Linked DNA regions of Mus musculus: region 2 is linked to region 1. The links are chromatin contacts, called in public HiChIP or PLAC-seq maps. All regions are on one chromosome and are shown on one strand. Each heading gives the region's core, a stretch centred on a gene start, on an enhancer-like site or on the middle of the called end of the contact. The rest is flanking DNA. Distances are from core to core; before and after follow the strand shown. Region 1 has its middle 28 kb from the start of Gm38577. Region 2 has its middle 52 kb from the start of Gm11426.

Evidence for each region. HiChIP or PLAC-seq counts read pairs in DNA pulled down with a chosen protein or histone mark.
Region 2: a RAD21 HiChIP or PLAC-seq map of pro-B cells shows a contact between it and region 1, with 10 times the contacts expected there. The contact joins two enhancer-like sites. A contact is called at or near these places in 1 of 15 datasets of contacts at CTCF or cohesin (pro-B cells), 1 of 484 Hi-C or Micro-C datasets (nephron progenitors) and 1 of 115 datasets of contacts at active chromatin or transcription factors (large pre-B cells).

What each region holds. Positions count from the first base shown.
Region 1 is chr11:82,357,054-82,361,314 of GRCm38.p6, forward strand. No RefSeq gene overlaps it. Among named protein-coding and RNA genes, the nearest start is that of Gm38577, 28 kb to the right of the region's middle. Within about 2 kb of position 2,693, at least 11 of the 459 cell types and tissues checked have an H3K27ac peak or open chromatin away from gene starts, as enhancers often do. A contact at or near this core is called in pro-B cells, where this site is marked.
Region 2 is chr11:82,682,680-82,687,326 of GRCm38.p6, forward strand. No RefSeq gene overlaps it. Among named protein-coding and RNA genes, the nearest start is that of Gm11426, 52 kb to the left of the region's middle. Within about 2 kb of position 2,237, at least 35 of the 459 cell types and tissues checked have an H3K27ac peak or open chromatin away from gene starts, as enhancers often do. A contact at or near this core is called in pro-B cells, where this site is marked.

The DNA.
Region 1 (4,261 bases), core at 1,443-3,942:
GCACACCCAGAGAAGATACAGGCATGATGAGCCTGTGTGCACCCACCTGCCAGCTCCAATAACCGTCACCATTCTTGTCAACCCATGTCATCTGTCCCCTGACACACATCTCTTTGTTTCTGAAATACTTTAAAGCACATCTAGACATCCCATTATTCCACCCATAAATACTTCAGTATATCTCTCTAACAGAGAAGGATTTTTTTAAACAAAACAGCCTCAAAACCATTATCACCCTAACAAAACGAGACATCACTCCTTATTAGTGTCGTGTATCTTGTATGTGTTTAAATTCCCCTAATTGTCTCTAAAATGTCTTTAAAAAAATACTGGTGGTTTGAATCAGGATCCAAATAAAATCTACACATTGTATGCACACAGCTTCTAAATTTTTGAATTAGTTGTCAACATGTGCAAATCTGGATTTCACATAAACATTGAGTTTCCAGCTTCTCTTGAGAAATAAAATCCTGGAAGAGCTGGCATCTTCACAGTCCCAGTCTCTAGGGCAGTCAGTGGATGTAGTGGTCCAACCTGTAGACCTTGTGAGGCTGGGAAAAGCTAGGAATGCGTAGAAAGTGGATCTAACATCAACAGGTTATTTAGGGATTTTTATTTTTTTTTAATTTATTTATTTACTCAACTGAGCACTTCTTGAACTTGAATTCTGTAAATGGCAACATTGTATTTAACATTGTATTACAATGTTAAAAGATTAGATACTCCTAAAGATGTCCTCCTCTTCTACAGCAGGGTCTCTGAAGACACTAGGTTTTGTGGTTCCTGTTTTGGGCATTTTGGGCTCCTCTACCTTACAAAAGAATTACCTGGACCCCCTTGAAGCTCCATTCTTCTCACTCATCCCCACCTTTTTTCTTCCATCAAAGCAAATTCTCTGCCTGGCTGAAGGAGGCCCAGGGCAGGGGCAGAGAATGGAGGCATGACCAGGACTGGGTAAATGGCCTCACGCTGGACACTTCCCTACCAGCTCCCTTACTGGGCTCTCCCAGAGCTCAGAACCCTCACCCTAGGCAGAGAGAGAAGCAGCTTGCATCACATTCCTGATTCAGCTTTTCCTTGGGGTTATTTATTTGGTTGGTTGTTGGTTGGTTGGTTGGTTGAGTTTATTTGTTCGCTTTTTTTGGTTGGGGAGGTGTTTGGGGATTTGGTTTGTGTGTTTGTTTTGTGGTGCTGTGGATTCTACTCAGGGCCCTGTACACACTAGGCAAATACTCTACCACTGAGTTAGATCCCTGGCCCATTAAAGATAAAAAGATTGGGGGTGGGTAAAAAGATGGGTCTGTGGAAAAAGGTGCTTGTAGCTAAGCTAGCAGACACATGAGAGAAAAGAACCAACTCTTGAAAGTTATCCTCCGGCCTCCATATATGTATCATGGTACTTGTACACACACACACACACACACACACACACACACACACACACACACACCATGTAAATATTTTTAAATTTCACTAAACTTGAGTTTCACTAAGATGCCCAAGCTGGCCTTAAAAACACATCCTTTCATTTCTGCCTCTCTGGTGACTGGGGTTTCAGACTTGTTCTACCAGCAATTGAAAAAAATCAATTCTCTCTCTCTCTCACTCTCTCTCTCTCTCTCTCTCTCTCTCTCTCTCTCTCTCTCTCTCTCCCCACTGCCCATTTCTATCTCATGAGTTGGGGAAGTGGTAGAGAGAATGTTCCAAGCCAAACTCCTGGTATGTGAGACATGAACAACCTGGAAAAATAGCCTTGGGATCCTGGTGAGTGATTATTCACATCCAAGTAGCAAAGTAGGTGTGGTGGTTTGAACAAGGCTGGCCACCATAGGCTCATATATAGGCATGCTTAGTCCGCAGCTGACGAGCTGTCAGGGATGTATTAGGAGGTGTGGCCTTGTTGGAGGAGTTGTGGAACTAGAGGTGGGCTTTGAGGTTTCAGGAGCCCATGCCAAGTCCTCTCTCTCTCTCTCTCTCTCTCTCTCTCTCTCTCTCTCTCTCTCCCCTCCCTCCTTCCCTCCCTTCCTCTCTCCCTCCCTGCTGCCTAAGGACGTAAAGGTCTCAGTTATTTCTCTAACACCACACTTGCCTGTGTGCTGCCATGTTTCCCAACATATAACTGTCTCTGAAACTGTGAGCAAGCCCCTGAGTAAATGGTTTGCTTTATAACAGTTGCCTTGGGCCGGGCAATATGTAGGTGGCGTACGCCTTTAATCCCAGCACTCGGGAGGCAGAGGCAGGTGGATTTCTAAGTTCGAGGCCAGCCTGGTCTACAGAGTGAGTTCCAGGACAGCCAGGGCTATACAGAGAAACCCTGTCTCGAAAAAAAAAAAAAAAAAAAAAAGAGTTGCCTTGGTTGTGGTGTCTCTTCCAAGCAATAAAAACCCCAATTAAGGCAGGGTGCTTGGAAGGGACCAAGAACAAAGCCAGTAGAAATAATTGAGACAGGACAGTGCATAGTGGTATTCTTCTCCCTCCAGTTCTAGGGCCCCCGTCTACTGACTGAAGGTACTCTCTGGCTCCTCGCATTCTTCACATCCTAACTGGCCCTGCCTGTTCCTCAGTGTGGTCCCTGGATGACATCTATCAGGGCAGGCAAGATGCTGGGAAACGCTGCAGCTGGCTCTGAGCCCATGCACTCTTCCAATATGTAGGACAGGTGTAGGCTGTTGGTGATGCAGCAGCCCACCCTGGGGTGGGTGTTCAGTCACGCAGAGGAGCCCAGCTGCAGGGAAACCAGGTGGCCCAGTGGAGGAGTCAAATGTGTAAACAAGCAATTACAATAACTGTGACAAATGCTAAAATAGAATCGGGCCCCTTGGGGACACTGAGGAAGTATCTGTTTGGTTACCCAGTCATAGGCACCCCATCTTGTTCCAAAAATGATGTGAGAAGGCCAGTGGAGCTCACAGTGAAAGTGATGTATTCGAGGACAGGGAGATGATGGAGGAGATGAAAGTGTGCCCAAGTTAACACTCAAAATATTTGCCAAGATTTCTGAGGCTTTTGCTGGAATTCAGCCATACGTTTGCATAGGAGCTTCCTAGCAGCCAATGCAAAAGGAGAAATCCTTGGAGTTATAAAATGTAGGGACGAGAAAACAAAGGTGTCACTTGAGATACACAAGTCATCCTGCTCTGGGACCCCAGAGAATTTCCTCTCCACCCACATCCAAAGAAAATTCCCTAGAGCTAGGGATATGGATGGTGACCCTGTGTGTGGTTTTCTGTTCAACACTTGTAAACTTCAACTTGTTCAAAAGTTCAAAATTTTTGTCTCCGTTTAGAGGCCGACCATGGCTCCAGGCACTCCAGGATTTACCTATTTGCCTCCTACAGGATTATAATATTCTGAATTGTGCCTTCAGGAAGCAGCAAATGCACAGAACATAGCACGTAGTAGGTCCTCCATAAATGTTGGCTGATGGACATTTAACCCTGGGGGACTAAAATGGTCGTATGAGCAACCACTAGAAAGAACTGACGAGCACCTAAGATGCTGGCTCAGAGCTGAGGACACATCCAACAGATAACCGCGGGCACTGGGGACATCTTAACCGGTGTCCATTGGCAAAAATTACTCGAGAATTTCACCTATGTCTATTGGCTTCTGCCCCTGGGAACACAGAATTCAGAGGAGTTGTAGTAGCAAGGTTTGAACTTTAACTGACTTTTTTCCCATTTTCCAAAACTATTAATTTACAAAGCAACACAGTTTTTCTAGTAAGAGCATGCCTAGTGCCCCATTGTGAACTTTATCCAGGACTCCTGGCTTTAAGTCCTGAAGGAATACTGGGTAACAGGGACACAGAAGAGTCACTCTACTTAATTCTGATTTTTGTCACAGCCTTACTTCAGTCATGTTTAAAAACCCCTCAGTGATTCTTCAGACCAACACAATAGACATGACCTTACACGGGGGCTGGACCTCACAAGACATCACAGAGTTCTTAAACAAAACATGATTCTTAAGGTAAACAACAACAACAAATAGCATGGTTTTGTGAAGACACTGTAGCATATGGTTAAGTGCTACCTTGGTAACATGAACAAGTCAATCTACCTGAGAGAGCAAGCACTTTCCACCTCTCAAAAAAATAAGACAACAAAGCAAACAAACCACCCATGAGCAACAGTGTGAATGAGCTATGATCTCCATCCCGAGCACCACAGGATTTGCAGCATGCCTGGTGATGCGGTGGTGAGGTGGCGGGGGGGTTGGGGGGGGAGCATCTTCTCTGACTGAGAGGGTAAGGAAGACC
Region 2 (4,647 bases), core at 987-3,486, 330 kb after region 1:
GGGAGCCGGTTTCCCAGCAAGTGAGGCTAGTTCTCACCTGACAGGTAATCGATTTATCTTCACAGCCACATACAGACACTAATGTAAAGACAGGGGTTCTGGGCCTTGGGAGCCTGAAGCTCCCACCAGGCTCCACAAGGTAGCTTTGTCTCCTCACTGTGGGCAGCCGGAGGAAAGGGGACAAGGAAGAGGATGATGGGAAGGGAAGAAAGGAGAGGAAAGAAAGGGGGAAGGAAGAAGGCTGTAAGAGACGGAGGGAGGAAGAAGAAGAGGTGAGGAAGGAGGCAAGGAGAAGGGAGAGAAGGAATGAGGAGGAGAGCCATCTTCTCTGGCTCAGCGCGGGAGGCTAGAGGCACCTGCCTGAGAGAAGTATGTACTCGGGCTCTCACACATGCTGGAGAGAACTTAAGAGCCACTTTTAAGAAAAGGGACAGGACCCAGTGCAATGGCACATGCTTATAAGGCTCGGCACTTGGAGGTGGTAGCAGAGGAGTACTACAAGTTTGAGGTCAGCCTGGGCTACATGACTCTATCTCAGAAACCCTGGAGAGCTTTCAGAACTGAAGAGCACTTGTTGCTCCAGCCGAGGACTTGAGAGTTCAGTTCCCAGTACCTACATGGTGGTTCGCAGCCATCTGTAACTCCAGGACCAGGGAATCCAATGCCTTCTTCTGACTTCCTCAGGCATGCATGCAGTGCACATGCAGACAAATCACTCATACGTAGAAAATAATTTTTCTGAAAAAGCATACATTGTAGACATTCTTACGTGCATAAGAGATGCCAGGATTCTGAGCAATTCTGCATGACACCTGCACCTCCATGTCTGAAGCTTTTATGTGCCCATCCAAGGAGAGGCGTGACTCCTGGGTACTCCAGGCAGCTCCTCTGTAAGGAGCCCAGGGTGTGCGGGTATAAGGAATAGTGACACTGGATACAATTCTGCTGGCATCGGCAGCACTACTGTAGGGCTTTATGGTCCTTCCCTTGCCCTCACAGTGGCCCTCTAAGTGTGATTGATGTCCCTGACTCTATAACTGAGGAAACCAAGGCACAGAGAGGATAAGTAAATTACCAGTGAGCTGAGCCGGCTACAGCCATGTTGGCTAATCCTGCTTCCCTATTGCTTCGATCCCAACCCTCCCACCCTCTACCCCTTACTCCCCAGCCGCCACCTGCCTTGCCTACCCAGATCCCACGCCCCTCTAGCACTAGTAACTGGGCACGGGCAGTGAGCTGACACCTTGCTCTGTGTACGCTAGGGTGGCACTTCCCTCTCTCTCCACCCAGGCAGCCATCTGCTGCTGCCATCTGCTTCCAAGGCCATACCTGAGAGAGGCCTAATGTAGCTGTAGACAGGCACCAGAAGCTCCAAGGTCTGGAAGAGGGCCTTTCCCTGGGGCACAAAACTGGACCTCTGGATTCCCTAGATACACAGCCCAACACCCAGAATGCCCTGAGCCCCAAAGGCCAAGATCTACTTCCCTCCTATGTGACTTGGGAAGGGAGTAAGGGACCCTGCCCTTCTCCTTCCACCTGCTAGAGCCCCCACCTAACCCTGGGAGCCAGTGGTCTCCACTAGAGGATCTGCAGAGGGTGCGTGGGACAAGGCTGCCCCCAACAGGCAGCTGGAGAAGGAGGTCTCTGGGCTCTGCGGCTGAAATCTCCTCCGCACCGGGATAGGGTGTGGGCTGTGTAGGATTTCTTTGCTGGATTATCTCCATGATCCTCAACCTCACCCTGAGGCAGAGAGAAATCCACTTAAATGATGTCAAGAGAGAACTTAGATCTGGGGTGGGGCCGGGAGTTTCTAAACCCCGAATTAGGATGTGGAACTTGGACAGAGTCAGATCTCTCACCCAGCACTGTCAGGACACTGCCAGAGAAGACATACCCCTTTCCCGCCCTGGACTGCTGACTCTGTGGTCCCATCCATCTCGTAGCCTCCAGTGGTCTAGAAGTACTTTCAGAGATCCAACCAAGAGCTCTCCTGCTGCAGCAAGATTTCTCAAGCTGAGTCCCGAAGCCTGGCTGGAGGCCTGGTTGTCCAGGGCAGAAAGAGATGTGCACAGGGCACCATTACAGGAGAAAATAGGGCAGAGCAGGTGTGGAAAAGGAGTCTTTGGGTAACAGACACTGAAAGCTGCAGGTCAGGGATGCACAACACAGCATAGCACAGCACAGCACAGAGCGCATCTCCGCAAGACAAATGCCTGTGCTTCTGTTGGCCCAAAGCCCGGTTTCCTCAAACTCAAGCCAGCTGCTCTTTTGCACCATTGGAACATAATCTGCAGCAAGGAGCCTGGGCCCAATCAACAGTAAAACCTCTAGCCCTTGCTTCAGAGCCAGCTCCAGTCTGGAGATGGCTGTCCTTTCCCGTGAGGCCAGCCTCGGGCTTTTTGTTGGTTGCGTATACTATTTATGTATTTATTTATCATTGTTAGCATGGTGGGCATGCTCACGATATGTGAGGAGGTTAAGAAGCCATGGACAAGGATCCCTTCTTAGAGAACTTTTGGGAGTCGGTTCTCTCCCCCTACCTTGTTGAAACAGGGTGTCTTGGTATTTCTATCACGTGGAGGGTATAGTCCAGGCTAACTGGTGCTCAGGCTTCAGGGAGATTCTCCTGACTCCACCTCACATCTCTCTAAATGTATTCTAGGATTACAGATGCTTGCCACCACGTGCAGCCTTTTAAATGTGAGTTCTGAGGTGGAACTCAGATAATCAGGCTTACATTGTAAACACTCAGATCCACCGGGCCATCTTGTGTGGCTGTGTTTTATATTTTTGAGAGAGGGTCTCATGTAGTCCAGGCTGGCCTGGAACTTGCTAAGAGGCTAGCTCTGATGTACAGGGCAGGTAAATCAGTTTCCCTGTCTGCATCTCAGATTTCTCCTCCCAGTGGGGGTGGGGTGGGGAGGGGCTCTCTCCATACAGAGGTAGGCACCCCCCCTTGTATTCTGACACCAGCCACAGTGTGGATCTGGCTCCTTCAGTCTGGGAATCACCAAAAAGAAAAAAATATATGGACTTTCTCCTGGCTCTGTCTTGGGGAGTTCCCAGAGCTGTTCTGCCCTTAGCTAAGGCAGGGTCTTTCAGAGCCCCCATATCTATGGTAGTGGGGCTATAGCCATGGACAAGGACCCCTTCTTAGGAAAAGCCATAGGATATCTGCTCAGCAGGGCCATTCACAGGTTAGCATGTTAGAGCCATGAAGCCCAGAGAAGGCAAGGGGTTGGCCTAAGGTCAAGGAATGAGTCACAAGCAACTTGCTGAGACAAGACAAATGCCTAGTCCCTGTATCCACCTTTCTCCTGAGACCAGAGACAACTTCATCAAGCCAAGAACCCTCCCTCCAGAATAGTACCTAGTGCCCAAGTAAATAGGGAGACCTGAGTTCAAATTCTAGCTCTTAAATACTTTTTACATAAACACCTCAGACATTCAAATTCTTTGAACTTGTTTGGGTGGGGTTTTTTGTTTGTTGTTGTTGTTTTGTTTTGATCTGCAACATGAATGTATAGATGCAGGCATGATGCCACATACCTATAATCCCAGTTCTTGGGATACTGAAGAAGAAGGACTACTGCTTAGTTTAGCCTCGGTTACCTAGTAAGAATATGTCAGAAATGTAGTTGGTGGGATTGCAAGCTTGTACAACCACTCTGGAAATCAGTCTGGTGGTTCCTCAGAAAATTGGACATAGTACTACCAGAGGATCCCGCAATACCTCTCCTGAGCATATATCGAGAAGATGTTCCAACTGGTAAGAAGGACACATGCTCCATTATGTTCATAGCAGCCTTATTTATAATAGCCAGAAGCTGGAAAGAACCCAGATGTCCCTCAACAGAGGAATGGATACAGAAAATGTGGTACATTTACACATTGGAGTACTACTCAGCTATTAAAAAGAATGAATTTATGAAATTCCTAGGCAAATGGATGGACCTGGAGGGTATCATCCTGAGTGAGGTAACTCAATCACAAAAGAACTCACATGATATGTACTCAATTATAAGTGGATATTAGCCCAGAAACTTAGAATACCCAAGATACAAGATACAAGTTGCAAAACACATGAAACTCAAGAAGAACGAAGACCAAAGTGTGGACACTTGCCCCTTCTTAGAATTGGGAACAAAACACCCATGGAAGGAGTTGCAGAGACAGAGTTTGGAGCTGAGATGAAAGGATGGACCATCTAGAGACTTCCACACCCGGGGATTCATCCCATAATCAGCCTCCAAACGCTGATACCATTGCATACACCAGCAAGATTTTGCTGAAAGGACCTGATATAGCTGTCTCTTGTGAGGCTATGCCGGTGCCTGCAAACACAGAAGTGGATGCTCACAGTCAGCTATTGGATGGAACACAGGGCCCCCAATGGAGGAGCTAGAGAAAGTACCTAAGGAGTTAAAGGGGTCTGCAACCCTATAGGTGGAACAACAATATGAACTACCCAGTACCCCCTGGAGCTCGTGTCTCTAGCTGCATATGTAGCAGAAGATGGCCTAGTCGGCCATCATTGGGAAGAGAGACCCCTTGGTCTTGCAAACTTTATATGCCTCAGTACAGGGGAACGCCAGGGACAAGAAGTGGGAGTAGGTGAGTAGGGGAGTGGGGGTGGGGGTTATGGGG